Linked DNA regions of Gossypium arboreum: region 2 is linked to region 1. Evidence: chromatin contacts called from public Hi-C data. All regions are on one chromosome and are shown on one strand. The core of a region is the stretch at or near the end of the contact, and the rest is flanking DNA. Distances in the headings are between cores, read along the strand shown. Region 1 holds the start of LOC108483233 (SEC14 cytosolic factor-like). Region 2 holds the start of LOC108483026 (transmembrane emp24 domain-containing protein p24beta2-like).

Evidence for each region. A called contact is a pair of places that touch in the nucleus more often than the background predicts.
Region 2: a Hi-C map of leaf shows a contact between it and region 1, with 2.3 times the contacts expected there. The contact joins the promoter of LOC108483026 here to the promoter of LOC108483233 in region 1. A contact is called at or near these places in 2 of 5 Hi-C or Micro-C datasets (both in leaf).

Annotation. Positions count from the first base shown.
Region 1 is chr1:108,311,134-108,316,356 of ASM2569848v2, reverse strand. It overlaps LOC108483233 (SEC14 cytosolic factor-like), which reads right to left and starts at 2,472. Exons shown (of 12, transcript XM_017786514.2): 1 at 2,205-2,472; 2 at 1,871-1,944; 3 at 1,739-1,767; 4 at 807-890; 5 at 652-705; 6 at 369-446; 7 at 108-161. The coding sequence starts at 1,925.
Region 2 is chr1:108,444,601-108,449,823 of ASM2569848v2, reverse strand. LOC108483026 (transmembrane emp24 domain-containing protein p24beta2-like) reads right to left here and starts at 2,258. Exons shown (of 5, transcript XM_017786201.2): 1 at 2,106-2,258; 2 at 1,349-1,558; 3 at 554-740; 4 at 353-460. The coding sequence starts at 1,558. LOC128294131 (a long non-coding RNA gene) reads left to right here and starts at 5,215. Exons shown (of 3, transcript XR_008284397.1): 1 at 5,215-5,223.

The DNA.
Region 1 (5,223 bases), core at 1,223-3,722:
TAGTGTGCCTTTGGATGATTTCTTTCAACAACCGTTTCAAATATCAAACCAGACTCCAAAGTCTGCAATGCCAAATTTAGAAATACAATGAGATATGATGTCCTTACAGATGCTTTGTCATATGTGCTGAGCCCAACACCAATAGCAATGACAGGAAGACCCTGCAAATGTCAGAAGGAATGAGGCAGTTAATCACCAAGGAAGCTCTTTCGAATGTAACAAAAGTTTTCCTTCCAAAGAAAGGGATACATAATAACAATATATTCTACATATTGTCACGTCAAAACAAATGAGTTACTAAAACCAGTTGCAGGACAATCACAATAAATATGAATATGAAGATATATCCCAATGGAATAAGTAAATACCTCTTTTGAGTAACCCGACAATCCTACAAGCTGAGAATCTCGAACTGCTCTATATAAGTCAGTGGGGATAATTGGTTTCTACATAATGAAAAAGTAAAATGAGTTATCTCATGAATCAACAATTGCCAGAACAAATTTTATCAGTTACCGCTGAAGCTATTTTTTACAGCTGAGTCAACCACACAAGTCAGTATGATCTCTATAAGAGTATATACACATGGTTTTGCAATATCATAAATCGAAAGATATAAGAAATCAATTAGGGTTCAAAGGAAAAACTCACCGCTAATATGTTGTCAATCTCATTCTGAATTCTCCATTGTAAGCAGTCAATTAACTGCACCAGGGAACAAATTACGATTTAATAAACAGAAAAAAAAATGGTATACTTGATGCACAACATTTAATTATAGCTTAAGTGCACCAGGTGAATCTCACCATTTTATGGGCTTTCTGAACATTCCAATCTCTCGCTTTGAGAAACCGTACTAAAGTTTCAGTTGGATACCCTTGGTGCATGTTCTGCAGACCGGGATAACCAACGTTAAATAAAACCTCAGCTGATCATAGTACAAACCAGAAATGCAAAAGGCTGTATTCATCTATCCTATCCAGATGTCAGGTATAGATCATTGTAAAGATTTTAATTCCTTCAGGACACCTCAAATGTCAGTAAAAAGTAGTGGCACTGGGACAGACACTCGTAAGTAATTTATTTATCTACACACCACACTTAGCCTTAGATACTTTATGACGCTGCTAAAATCTAGATATCCAACTTGTATAGTTATATCTGTAGATACTTGATTTTGGCAACTAATATTTTTGTTTCTCCTTAGGTATAAATAAACTTATTTTGCAGGAACTTGCATAGGTAACCTGGAAAAAGTAATCTACAAATATTTTAAGAATAACATCATGTTTCAGTAACTAATCAAAAAGGTCATGCCAGAAGCTAGTAGTAACCGAGATTTGAGTAACTCTTTGCCAAGGTACACAACTAAGTAACTACACCCCAGAAACTAGTTAAATACTGAGAATGAGACCAAGTTCAACACAGAAGCAACTACAACTTCACAGAACAAAAAAAAAAAAAAAAAAAAAAAAGAAGAAGACTATAATTGAGATAAATCAAGCAAGAGATAGATCAGGATCAACTCAGAAAAGAAACAGTTAAATATGAAATTGCATGACACCAAGCAATCAGATCAAGTCCTAAGCAAAAGTTCTAGTAACTAAAAGAAACTTGCCTAATTGTTACTACAAAAAGAAAAAGGAAAATCTAATCTGTATTTTCTATTTTCTCTTCAGCTCATTATCTCACCACCCAATTATTTAAATAAAAAGAAGAAGAGAAGAAGAAGACTAACCTGAAATGTGCTCTTCATTCGCTCATCAACTGTTGGCCAAATTTTCCCAAAAAGAAAAATGTTAGTGATTTACAGACCAAAACAAAAGAAACCCAAGAACACAGAAATGGTTTTTTCCCCCTTTAATCTCACCAGTTTCCATCAAGGAAAGAAATTGCTTAATAGCTTCTTGATGAGCATTGCTCATTTTCGCTTTCTGCTTTTTCCTTTCTCACGAACAAGAAGAGAAAAAAAAAAAGATAGTAAAGAACAAAACTTCGATAACAAAAATTAAAACTTTAACTAAAAACAAAGCTGTAGTGCTACTCAGTTCTCATTGTTGCTCTCTTTATAGCTTGAGTTTAAATATTTAAGCTTAAGAATCACAAAAAGAGATGCAAGTAAATAAAAGAGCAAAACATTTTTTAGAAAGAAATAAAAAAAAAAAGAATAAAAACCGAAACTATTGAAATCTGGGGTTCCTTACTTTTTTTCTTTTTTTTCGAATGCAGCTGCTTTAAAAGATATTATTAAAGAAAAATATCGTTTGCTTTTTATGAAGTGAACGGTTAAAAATATAAAGAAAAATTATTCTTATAAATATGAAGTATTTATGCCTAAGGTCAATTAAGGTTTTAATTTTAAAAATTAATCAATATAAACAAAAAAGAATTGATGGGTACTTGTCTTAGACCTTGCCACATCTAAAGGGGCATGCGTCCCCATACCACTTGTTTCTAGTTTTACTTTGGATTAATGGCTCACCCTTTGCCTCAACAATATAGGTCATAGATTTCTTTTTGTATGAAGTCCGTCCTTTTTTATTACAATATTTGACATGTTTTTATCTTACATAAACTTATAAAGAAAGAGATAATACTTATAAATTATAAAAATAGTCATTTTTATTTGTTTTAAATTACGTTTTAATCACTTATGTTATCATTTTGTTATGAGGTGGTCACTCTACCGTTGAGCTTCGTTACCTCCTTAACAGTGGTCCTACGTGACGGTCCAAATAGATTTTAAATGTCAACTTTGATGTCTTATGTGCCAGTCCAAATTAAATTTATTTAATTAAAAACCTATCTTTATCTCAGCAACTAGACATCCAAGTTGACTTTTAAAATACATTTAGATTACCACGTAGGACTACCATTAGGGAGATAACAGTAAAGTGACTACTTCATAACAAGACAATAACGTAAGTGACTAAAATATAAAATTTTAAACATAAATAATTAAAATATAAATCGAGGTAAACAAAATAAATTATTTTTATAATTTATCTATGTTTATCATATAACTATTTTAACATATTTTTATTAGGTATTGGTCATATAGCTAACACCAATCTAATCGTATGGATTAAAATTTGATTGATTTTATAGCTGTTTATATTTATAACTTATTTTCTTTCGTTATATGGAATTGCTTATACTAGTATAGATCAACTAAATTAATTGAATTAAATAGCAAATTTAATGGTTCACATGCTTTCTTTGTAGTGCAATTAAAAGGTAAAGGTAAAGTGATGTGGTTATGGGGATAGAATCATATGTATATATAAAGAATGCATGTCTTTGAAGTTTCATTCATTGCATGTTTTCCATTTCAATATATATTTCTAATTATGTTTGTGTGTGGCTAATAAGAGAGAGAGAGGGGCATATGTACTTGTTCACATCACTACTATTTAGAAAGAATATATAGAGATTAGATACAGGATAGATGCTGAGCTTTGTTCATAATTGCACTCACTCACTATATTATTTATAAATAATAACAAGTTTCAATAATTAAGCTAATTAATAAGAATGTTCCCATGTGTTGCTTGCTCCATCATCAAACATTTCACATGAATAGTTTGACGTCATATATATAATTAATGTTTCTCAAAATTATTTTAACTTGGTTTTTTTTTTTTTTGAATTTTCATGTGATTGTAATTCACATGTATTGGATTGATTAGGGTTTATGTTCCCCACTATTTTTATATTATATATATTGATACGAATCGTTTATAATTATATTTTAAAATTTTATTGTTTCGCTATCTTTTTTTTTCATAATTGGATTTGTGAATGTAGGCCTTGATTGAGGTGTGGTAAGAGTTGTAAAAGGTTTTGTGCTAATATTAGAATTGGGTTTATATAAAATGTTTCTTTTAACTTTCAAATTAAGTAAATTGGTCTTTTTTTAAATTAGAGTAATTTAATTCTTGTTAAATTCAAAAGTCAGTAATTAAGTATAATTAATTATGAGATTAATTTTTTTTGTTAGTTGTACATAATTTTGATTGGTATAATAACACACTTAACCCTTAAATTTTACACGTTTTGTCAATTTGGTAATTATTTAACAAATTTAGCTCGCAACATTCATGTAAATGTGTAAATGTTAAGGCTAAATTTGTTGAATCTTTAAGAACTTAGATCAAATTGACAAAACATGTAAACATCAAGTTAAATGTGTTGTTATACCAATCAAAATTATGTATAATTGACCAAAGATATTAATGTTGTGATTAATTGTCCTTAATTACTCATTTTCAAAATTGAAAAGGATTAAATTGTTTCGATTTTCTAGAGGGACCAATTTGCTCAATTTCAAAATTGACAAGGATAAGAAAGGTTTTTTTTTTTTTACTGAATTTCTTTTATTTCTCTCTCCCTTTTAGTTTTTCCTTCTTTATGTTCCTTTTCTTTTACAAAGATTTGAAGGCTCGTATCAATTGGTATCAAAACTTTAATCATGGTTGATACACATGGTAGTAAGTTCCATAAAGATTCACCTATTTTCAACAAGAAATGTAACAACATGTGGAGCATCACATGGAGGATAAGTTGGATGATTTCAAATTGAGTTTAAATTAGATTTTAAGAAGTTGTTTGACTTGATTACCTTAAAGGAAGCAAACTAGTCTCTTAGTTCAACTAGGTTACATCTCTTTCCACTAAAATTGTGAATCCTCAACTCAAGATTAATAAGATACAGTCTTATCCTTATGACTCTTATATATAGATTGTTCAAGTTGGAATGTCTTTAAGTTTTTTGGGCATCACTTCAAGGGTTAGTACATGAAACTTGAACAGTAGTTTGAAGTAGAATGTATTTTGGATGATTCTAGAGTTTGTATGCATCAATATTACATATGTAGTTAGTGTGGGGGTTGTACGTATCTGCAATGGGGGATCAATTTACACTTGGTGAGTTTACAGACCATATATTTGAGCTGATGGTGTTAAAGCAATCCAATACTGTAGAATCATATCATTAGGAGTTCTTTGGAATTCTAAATATGTTTTAACTTTTTGATGGCTAAGCTTTAAACATTTCATTAGAAACTTAAAATTAAAAATTGCTCAATCTACAAAGCTATTCAACTCTAAGAGCCTACCACCTGGTCAAATAGATTGAGTCTATCTCCGTACCAACTAAGAAACTATGTTATGCACGAAAGACACATAATCAACAACTCCTAGTTACACTAACCCATAAATTCG
Region 2 (5,223 bases), core at 1,009-3,508, 130 kb before region 1:
ATTTATAAAAAAAAAAAAAAATGCATATTTACATGTATCGAAACAAACTTTTCAGCCATTCAGTGAGCAAAATATGTCAAAAAGTGACTCCTAGCATACAAGTCTAAAGTATCTAATAAACATAGTCTAGCAACCTAAATCATATAAGTTTTAAAACATAACGAAGTGACACTTTATTGTAATTCACAATTGAATCTAACAATTGTCTCGAATTGATTCAAAGTAAAGGCTTCAGCTACCTATGAGTTTGAAGGTATGGTAACAGATACACAAGTCTCAAAGGTATCAAAGACGGAACATCGTCCACAGCTGTCTGTAATTAAAAATAAAAAAAAGTTTAATACGAATATACCTATTGCCTGACGTTCTGTCTGAGCCTCTAACCAGTGCTGTTCAAACTGGATGTTATAAAGAGCTTCCTCTAACTTAGATATTTGCTCTAACAAAGGGTTGAAATGCTCTGCAGAGAAGCATAAGAACAGCACTCAGTACTCTTTATATTAAAGGTTCGACAGCAAAAGAGAAACATAAAAGCAAACAGAAAACGACTCACCATCCTTTGCATGCTGATCATAGTATGTAAAATGACTTTCATGTACATCAAAGTCAACCGTTTCATAGTAAGGAGATTTATTACTGAAACAGAAACGGTGTATTCCTTTCTGATGAGCAACAAACTCAAATTTCTCACTTATCTTGTCTCGATAGTCTTGAATCTGATCACCGGTAGGTCCCTTCACCTAATAATCGCAACAAGTAGGAAGCAAAATAAGATTGTTAAATTTGAGTTCCTGAAAAATTTATGCAAATAGGCAATTCAAAAGAAAAAGAGAATCTTTATATTCATCTTATCGTTTGACTTGAAAGCACTATAAGTAAAAAATTTTATGACCCTATTTTCAGAATCCAACTTATTCAGATCAAGACGACTTATTACCACCTAAAGCACCATGGAACTTTGTAGAGAAAGAACAACCCCTAATAATCGCCTTAGCAGCTGATAGGTTCCTAAAAGTGGAAAATTTGGAATCTGTTTCCATTTCTTGTCCAATACAAGAGTATATTGTTGATGGACTAGAAACTTATGTTTTTCATGTAATACAAACTATAATTTCAAATTCGATTTTGGACTTTGAGAAAAGGGCTCATAATCAGTATAAGTAATAGAGGAGTCAGATCTGATTTAGATCCACAAGATCACCAATTCTAAAATACTATTCTCTTGCAGTTCACACTCTTAACTATGCCCTAAGTAAGAAACTGAACTACATGCTAGCAGTTGAAGCATAAGGAACGAATGACAATGTCGAAACCAAATTAGCCGTAATAAGGAGAAGAGGAAGCTTACCACCAGATCAACACCCTCATGACTATTATGCCAAGTTGAATCAGCCTTGATGACAACAAACGACACATGAATTGTATCCCCTTCATACTTAACATCGTGAGAGAAGCATTCTTCTCTATCAATTACGAATCTAATTCCATACACGGCATTCAGGCTACACAAGAATGCTAGCAATGCAACAGCTACAAATACAAGGAACCCGATTTTCATCTGCAAATTACATAGTCAACGGATCCAAGTTATGAAACATGATAAACAATATGAATATATTGCACTAGTTTGATTGTACATACATCAAAGTATATAAAATCAAATGCCAAGAGATTAATGCGTTTCAAAAACCACTGGGAACTAAAAAAAACCATGAAAACTAATAATTTATAAACAGTAACAACAGAAATTCCGCGAGAAATTCCGAAACAAGTCATGGAATTGAAAACCCAGAGAAATTCCCACCATCTTTTTTCTTTTTCTTATCTTTCAAGTTCATGATAATTGATTAAAACCAAGAAATTTTTTAACACCAAAAAACATTAAAAAAACTAAAAACTTATTCGAACCTGAAAATTCCCAAGCAAAACCCACAATAATTAAAGCAAAAACAAAGAAGAAAGCATATAAACAAGGTGGGATTAGACGAATGATCTATTCAGTGTATTAGGAAAAAGGCAGGAAAACAATTCAAAACTAGATCAAAACTATGAAAGTCAAAAACAAAAGCTACAAAATTTAATTAAAAATAATAAATAAAGTTTACCTTTTTGGGTGTTTTTTTTTTTCTTTGCCTTATTTGAAGAGTTTAGAAGAAGGTGAAAGATTAGATCTTTCGAGGCGTTTTGAAGACAGAAACAGTACAAGAGATGGAGAGAGAAGAGTTATATAGGAGTTCGGCACTTTTGAAGAGGGGTCTAATGGGGCTGTCTTTGACATGGTAATAATCACCTGTATCACACCTACACAATAACATCTTTTTCTAAGGAAATTCCAGCGTTGCCCTGTTGTCTTTTTTTAATGGTCTTGAAATTTATTTGAAGTTGTTTTTCATAATAAAATTGGTGGTCGAGTGCATTAAATTATTACTTCATTAATTCCATTTATTCGATTAAAATTTTAAAAATTTATATAAGAAATTTCATTTGTTATATATAGATTCGTAAGTCAATTAATCTAACATATTATTCTGGAATGATATTTCATCTAATATTTAATTTAATTCATCCAATGAACTTATTTAATATGATTTAATTTTGAAAACTATAGCAAAAAGAAAATAAATTCTAAATATTTGACTTTATTTTTACTTTACAATTATAATATGTCTATGCTAATATAATCTTTTTCATTTAATTTAATATTAGGATTAACCGAGTTTCACGTGTATAATGGTACCAAATTAAACTTTATGTGTAATTTTGAGATTTATTCAAATTTGAAATTATATATATTTGAAAACTATTTTAAAACAAAATAAGAGAAAAATACTTTAGTATGATAAACTTAAATAGTTAATTTACTTATTTAGGTCTCAAAACTATTATTTTAGAATTTTTAAACTTTTTTATATATTCTTTAGAATTTTATTTTTTATTTTATAATTTTTAAAAATATAAATTGTTGAATTTTTATAAATATTTAGATTTTTATAAATTAATTTGATTTTTTTTGAAAATTTTTAAATTTTTGTTGAGAGTGATCAATTTGTTCATTTTCAAAATTGGGTAGGGACCAAAGGGGTACTTACGCCAAAGTTCGATACGACTCCAACTCTAAACTCAAATTACTTATACGATTTGGCTCAAAAATATCAAATAACTCGATTCAATTAACTCGAAATTTAATATTTTTTAAATTGAACTGAGTCTTGTTCACCGCTAAAACAATGTACAATTAGCTTTTATTAAGGTCTATTGGTTCTGTGTAAATATTATTGGAGAAATGTGTGGAAGGAAAAAACATCAAATTGTTTGCTTGACAGGCAAGGCATGGAATACTTCCCACTACAACATAGATTGCTTTTACTTTGATTTCTAATTATTTTAGATGCCAATGGTGTGCTGCGCTTAGGGAGGATGTGGTGCATCCGATGAGGGATTGCTTTGTGTCCTTTAAGGCATTGAGAAAGTAAGAATTATCTCTAAGAAAGTAAAAAGTATGCATTTTGATTTTTTTCATCTATATTTTGATTTGACACCTTATCTTACCTCATAGGCTACGACTTGTTCGATGAAAAGTGCAAAAGGAAAATGTGATGAAGATTAATACAAATGGAGCCTTTGATGAGCAAGATCAAGCTGATCTTTTGGGCATGTTGGTGAAGGACAGTAATGGATTGGTAGTAGAAGTTTGTGCACATCTAAGCGTAGAGTGTGATGTGTGTAAATATGATGGATACTTGTGCAAATATTGTGGGCTTCAGTATGTGCTTGATCAATGCTTTGTCGGTGTTGTTATTGAAACTTATGCATATTGCCTGATCATTAAGCTTTAACAATATTCAATGGATTTTACTTTGTTTGGTCTTCTTCTAAAAGAGGTTTAGTCTTTAGTTTTAAATTTAGGTAAACTATAAAGGATGCGGTGCATACGATGAGGGGTTGTTTTGTGTCCTTTAAGGCATTAAGAAAGTAAAAATTATCTCTAAGAAAGTAAGAAGTATGCATTTTGATTTTTTTTATTTATATCTTGATTTGACACATTATCTTACCTCATAGGCTACGACTTGTTCGATGAAAAGTGCAAAAGGAAAATGTGATGAAGATTAATACAAATGAAGCCTTTGATGAGCAAGATTAGGCTGACCTCTTAGGCATGTTGGTGAAGGACAGTAATGGATTGGTGGTAGAAGTTTGTGCACATCTAAGCGTAGGGTGTGATGTGTGCAAATATGGTAGATACTTGTGCAATTATTGTGGGCTTCAGTATGTGCTTGATCGATGCTTTGACGGTGTTGTTATTGAAACTTATGCATATTGCATGATCATTAAGCTTTAACAATATTCAATAGATTTTACTTTGTTCGGTCTTCTTCTAAAAGAGGTTTAGTCTTTAGATTTAAATTTAGGTAAACTACACCATAGTCATATATAACTATTAGTGTGTTTTTGTTTTATTCACTCAAATCCAAAAAAAATTATTTTAGCCATTAGTGTTATCTGTTTGATGCTTTGATTAATACTTCATTACATCATTAATGAAATGCAATAAATGAAGACTTATTTAAAATCACTTTGATCACTAACAAGTAAATTACCAAGAGAATATGAGAGATTCTCATATATATATATATATATATATATATTGAATCAATTGCAAGATTCTATTTATAAGACTCGTTATCTCAATTAACTACAATAAATGAAGGCTTATTTAAAAGCACTTTGAAGCATGTTTAGGTATAAGATTTACTTTTCATAAATGGATGGTATTTTAAGGAGTTATGGACCTCCACATTAATAGGATTTATTGTAACATTCCGAAATAGGGCCTAAACGGAACAGTGGTTGCGAAACCACAAATTTAGGGTAAAAAAATATATATATATATATATATATATATATATATTATTATTTTGAGGTTCATGGTATGATTACATGATTGTGTGAAAATTTCGTGATAAAATTCTATGCATAAAGTGCTTAAATTGAGGTTAGGGACTAAATCGAATAATTTGCAAAACTTGCATTCTAGAAGTTTTTAGTATGAAATTATTTTGGAATATTAATTAGGAGATCTTAAATGGTAATTTGACCAATTTTAAGTTCATGGACAAAATTAGGACATGGAAGGAATTTTTGAAAGTTTAGTAAGGAGGGCATTTTGGTCATTTGGTTATTAACATTAATAAAAGGTAAAAAGATGATAAAATTGTATCATCT